2 separate regions of the Ovis aries genome follow, and region 1 is linked to region 2. The links are chromatin contacts, called in public Hi-C maps. All regions are on one chromosome and are shown on one strand. Each heading gives the region's core, a stretch centred on a gene start, on an enhancer-like site or on the middle of the called end of the contact. The rest is flanking DNA. Distances are from core to core; before and after follow the strand shown.

The links. A called contact is a pair of places that touch in the nucleus more often than the background predicts.
Region 1: a Hi-C map of tail adipose tissue shows a contact between it and region 2, with 2.6 times the contacts expected there. The contact joins the promoter of LOC101105400 here to the promoter of LOC101104222 in region 2. A contact is called at or near these places in 2 of 16 Hi-C or Micro-C datasets (hypothalamus and tail adipose tissue).

Annotation. Positions count from the first base shown.
Region 1 is chr3:162,905,438-162,908,504 of ARS-UI_Ramb_v3.0, reverse strand. LOC101105400 (17-beta-hydroxysteroid dehydrogenase type 6) reads left to right here and starts at 1,759. Exons shown (of 6, transcript XM_060412924.1): 1 at 1,759-1,804.
Region 2 is chr3:162,748,664-162,751,387 of ARS-UI_Ramb_v3.0, reverse strand. It overlaps LOC101104222 (retinol dehydrogenase 16-like), which reads right to left and starts at 1,266. Exons shown (of 5, transcript XM_042247051.2): 1 at 1,126-1,266; 2 at 158-514. The coding sequence starts at 470.

The DNA.
Region 1 (3,067 bases), core at 510-3,009, 160 kb before region 2:
TGGGTGGAGGAAGAGAAGCCAGCGAAGGACAAGGAGAACAAATAGAAATAGAAGCAGGAGAGCTAGGAGATGGTGATTTCATAGGAGCCAAGAAAGGAGAGAGTTGTGAAAGGGTGCTGAAGGATTTTATAACAATTCCAATGTGAGGGAGGGATGGGTTTACCCATACCTCTAAACCAGTTCTTTGGATACCAGCTGTGTGTATTACAATTCAACTCAGCCCTGATACTATCTACCCAGTTTCAGGAGACGAGTTTGATCCCTTGGTCGGGAAGATGCCCTGGAGGAGGGCATGGCAACCACTCCAGTATTCTTGCCTGGAGAATCCCATGGACAGAAGAGCCTGGTGGGCTACAGTCCACAGCATTGCAAAGAAGTGACTGAACATGCATGCACCCAGAGGTAGTGTCAGAATCCATAGATTCAAGCCTGCCCCCCAGAAGACTCCCCCCAACCTCAGATGTCAATCGCAAGCCCAGGTTGTTACCTGTGCTTCTGACGGACTGGCTTTAAATTGAAGGTTCCCACGACTCCCTCCTTGGGTTTGACTGATTTGCTAGAATGTATTAGATCATAAAGCAGTGGCAGGTCTTTTGTAAACGTGTCTGACAGCCTTAAGGCCCAGAGCCCCAGTTCACGGAAACTGATCTCAGGTGGGCAGTCTAAGAGCAGGCTCTGCTTCCCCATTCCCTGACTCCAGCAGAGGCTCCAACTTAGAGAATGGGAGCTTTCTGTTTTTAATTTTGACTGTAACAGGTCTGATTTTGCAGCTGAACAAGGCTGGCACTGTTGAGAACTGTAGGCACAAGCTAGCGAAGCACCCTGAACTCTGACCACAAGAGAGTGGTGTTGTGAAACAGGTGCAGAAGGTTGGGATGGGCAGCGTGCAGGAAATGAAAGGGACCTTGCTCAGTGGGGTTCATGAAGTCCTCTGAAAACTCTTCCTGAACAAATGGTGTGAGAGTGTGTGTGTGTGTTTGGGGTTGGAAATAAAACCTGTTTGGAGAAAGATCTTGATTGTGGTCTATAATTTTCTTAAAAGACCCTTCAACTTTGATTTCTGAAAGAAAATTCATCACCATGGCTTTCTCTGATGCTGAAGCTGAAACTCCAACACTTTGGCTACCTGATGTGAAGAACGGACTCATTGGAAAAGACTCTAGTGTTGGGAAAGGTTGAAGGCGGGAAGAAAAGGGGACAACAGAGGATGAGATGGTTGGATGGCATCACCGACTCAATGGGCATGAGTTTGAGCAAGCTCTGGGAGTTGGTGATGGATAGGGAAGCCTGGCATGCTGCAGTCCATGGGGTCACAAAGAGTAGGACACAACTGAGTGACTGAACTGAACTGAACTGATGATTTTCTCTGCTTTTTTGATCTGTATTCTTTTGCAGTTTAAATATTGTTTAGAAGTTGACAGTGATTTTATCCTTACACATAAGACCCCTTGGATATGCTCTGTAAACTGGGAATCTTGACAGTGTGGAAAACCAGCTCTTTTTTAGTTAATGCTGGGAGCTGTGGAGTAAGTTCGTGAACTTTGGGATAAGCAAAAGCAGCTTTATGTAATTAAGCCCTGAGAGTTGTGTTGCTGAAGCTCTATGATCTAGTTCTGTCCTGCCCTAACCCTACCCCCATTTCCTACTATGAGCAAGCTCTTTGCAGTGGGAGTGGTGAAATTTTTTTTCTTTCTCTTTTTTAACCCATGTGACCAGTAAACAAGGTTTTAATAGTCCCATGATTCCTTCTCTCTTGTTACATTTCTAATCCTGCAGAGAACAGAGAAGAAGTAAAATTCCAAAGGTAGGTGAAATGTGATATATATTCACAAATAAAAATTCCTCAGGTAACATTTGTCCTTTCTCTTTGTGGAGTCTCATATACTGATATGAAATGAATGAAGTGTGATTTATGTATATGTGTATAGATACATTTTATCATATTTTACATAGATATATGTGTATATATATATGCCAGTACATGGCATCAACTACTGGAGTATTTACCAATTTTTTTCCCACTTGGCAGAGGGATTGAGTCAGCTTTTGGGATGAGACTAAGGTTGGCAAATCTGTTAGATTTTATTTTTGGACAAATGTAGCATCTTCAAAAAGAGTTTGAGGTAATCTATAGTAAAAGACACATACACAAAAGAAGTTATTAAAATGCAAATGAAACATAAAAAGAGAAAGAAAATCCACGTGTTGAAAGAGAAGAGAGAAGAAAAAAATGCTATTTATGAGGACTAATAGAATTACTATGACTGAACATTAAATTTGGCCTTAAACCACTAAGATAATATGGAAAAATTAGATAATTTAAAAAGAATCAATAGTATACTATTTACTTAGAAAAGACAAAGTCTTTCCTGGTACTAAATGCATGACAGGATTTATCATATGGGATCTTACACAGTGTATAAATGCACAGGGTTCTTGATAAGAATTTTATGACAAATGCAGAAGTGATTTTCTTCAGGCTGTTTCTTTTCTTCTCTTTTTAATCAAGGTGGTATTTTTTTAAATTATTATTCAGCCTTTATTTTATTTATTTATTTTTTTACTTTACAATATTGTATTGGTTTTGCCATACATCAACATGAATCCGCCATGGGTATACACGTGTTCCCCATCCTGAACACCCCCCTCCCACCTCCCTCCCCGTACCATCCCTCTGGGTCATCCCAGTGCACCAGCCTCAAGGTGGTATTTTAATTTTTCTAATTTGAGTGGAAAACACACAGGTGACAGTTCAATGAATTTTCACAAAATTTGCATTTCTCTTACAGCCACACAGGTCAAGTAATAGAACATTATGAGCACCGTAGATAATCCATTAATACCGTTCTCATTCGATGAACCCTACCTCCTCCCCCAAAGTAACCAGTAATATGATTTGTATTAATATCAACATAGATTAATTTAAATTTTTTAAAATAGCTTTAAAAATATTTAGTTTTATTTATTTGGTTGCTTCAGGTCTTAGTTGTGGCATCGGGATCTAGTTTCTTGACCAAGGATTGACCCTTGGCCCCCTGCACTGGGAGTGTGGAATTTTAGCCACTGC
Region 2 (2,724 bases), core at 17-2,516:
GGGGTGGCAGAGGTTTGGCTGGTCAGCTCCGTGAGGTGAAGAAGGCAGGTGGGACTTCAAGTCATAGAAACAGCTTGGAATGTTCCCCAGGGAGCTGACAACCAGTGTCCCCACACGCAGAGAGAAGAAATAAACAAACAAGAAATCTGGTTGGTACCTCTGTCCCCCACATGCTCCTTCACCCACTTGGTTGCCGCAGCAACGCTATCTGTCTTGGTGACGTCCAGAATCACCGTCTGCAGCCTGTCTGATGTCTGGTTCATCAGCTGTTCAGCCCCCTGCTCTGTCAGACACGCAGCCAGGACCCTCAAGCCTCTCAGGTCCAGCTGCCTGGCCAGCAGGTTCCCGAAGCCGGAGTCACAGCCCGTGATGAAGACGAACTTGTCCTGGAGGTGGCTCACCATCTGCCTCTCCCGGTACCAGCGCAGGAGGTAGTACAGGACCACGAGGACCGCCAGGTACAGCCACATGGCCTTTTACGGGACAGGCACACACGCCTGGGGTGAAATAGAGTCTGGCTAGTGATCAGACAGGAGAAATTAAGAACACACAGGATTATTGTTGGCAAACCAGGGTCCAAGCTCTCTCGCTTGGAGTTCTCAAGATTGTTCTGCTCACCTTCTTCAGTGAGTATGACTGACTCTAACCCCAATGTGTGCTTTTTGGTACATTTAACCCATTTCTAATAGACGTCAATGTAATTACGACACAGTCTCTTAGGGATGACAATAGGTTTCCCAATGACCTCTGTCCTGTCCTCTCACTCCTTCCTGTTTGCCTCTGCCCTCCTCTCCCCTCCCCACCCCCACACCCACACATTGGAACCTGCACATGGCATGGTTCCATGGCTCATGACTATCTTCTTCTCGTTGTCCCTTTCAAGTCTGTTACCTGAGTTTCCCAGATCTAAAGAATATTTTTTGAAGGGATATACTTAGATTCATGAAACACATGGCTTCAATACCCAGTTTGTCTGCCAACTAGCTGTGTGACCTTGGGCAAATGGCTGAGACTCTGACCTGGTTTCCTCCTCTGGCTCTGCTCACAGAATTCCCTCCTAAAAGGCTAAGTACCCTCAGCTTCTCTAGGATTAGAAAGAGAAGGCAAAAGAGAATAAGGTCTCACCTGGTTCCCTGGACCAGAAATTGTTCAGAAGAGCAGTGGGGGTGTCTGAGGCACTATGAGGAAACTGGAAGGGAATGAGGGGGCACAGGCAATGGTGAGACTTCTCCCAGATGCTGGGACGGGTCTTGGAAGGACTCATACAAAGCTGCTCTAACAGTTGTTCCCCTTTTACTCTGTGAAGATGCCCTGCCCCCAGCCCTGGTTGCCCGGCTCCATTGGCTTCTCCCTTCTGTGCTAAGCCCTTGCCAACCCAGCACCACACCCAGAATCCTGACCAATCAGACACTGAGAAGAGACTGATCTGAATCTTGGCAAGCATTAACCGGAGTTCTAACTCTCGCAAGCAGGGAGATCTATAAATCACAATGATGGAAAGGAATAATTGCAGTTTGTATTAGGGTGACAGTGGAGAGGAGGAGGGAGCTGACCCCTCAGGAGACTAAAGAAAGGACCTGAGGCTGGACCTCAGAGCAGCTGTGCACGGAGGATACCATCCAGTAACAGGGGTGGACCACCAGGGTGGGGCTAAAAAGGACAGGGACAGAAGGAGCCGGGGTCAGTGCCCTGGACATCGCCTCACCATCCACATTTATCACACCCATAACTCCAAGTAAGGAAAGAAAATGGACGCTGGGAGGAAGGAGAGGCTTCCCCAAAGACACGGAGGCTCAGATGCTCCTGGAACCCACCCCAGCAGACAACAAACACAGAGGAGACGACATATTAGCCTTTACTGGTCATGGCCACCTTCAGGGAGCTGACTGTCATCCTGAAAGGAGTTGTCCCTCAGGTGGGAGTCGGCAGCAGTAATGAAAAGGATAGTCCTGCAGAAACCAGCCTGTGCGTGCTTCCTGGGTCACCAGCAGGACCCTCCTACAGGGCTCCCCAAAGGGTGAGGCTGAAGAAGGCCAGGATGTAGGATGGTGCCCTGGAAACTGTCAGGAAGTTGGGAGGACATGCAAGTCTTATACAAACACTAGCCCTGCTAAGGGAGAAGGTTGTGATTTCTTTATTGAAAGAAATGAGATTTTTTTTTCTCAATAACCACAAATCCTACCACCATAACTTCCCAAGGGGCCATTCAGCAGACACAATCCAGCCTTCACCCCATCTGCTTCTTTTTTGTGAATCTGAGTGTAATGTGATGACTTGCTGGGGTCTCAGGAACTTCAGACAACATTCTGGGTAGGAACAGCCACAGGAAAGTCAAGAGAGAGGAAACGAGGAGTTTGGGTGACACTCACCTGAGAACTGTAAGGGGAAGAACAAGAAATCTCTGAGATGTGAACCATACTGGGAGACTCACTGACATAAATCTCTGCAGGAAGTCCTACAAGGGACAGCTGCACTGTGTACTAAGGCAGCACATGTCTGAGCTTGCTGTTAATTGGATAGACGAGGCTCGCCCCCTGGTGACGCCCTGAAGGGTGTCATGAGATGCACTTGTTAAGAGTCAGGGCCACACACAATTCCCCCATCCACCCAGGAAGGGTCCTGTGAAGAGGGGAAGGCATCCGTAACAACGGGAGGTGGTAGGACTGGCGTGAGAGTTAACTGTGCAATTAATTTCCAGCCCCACATGGATGCAGTCCCACCCAC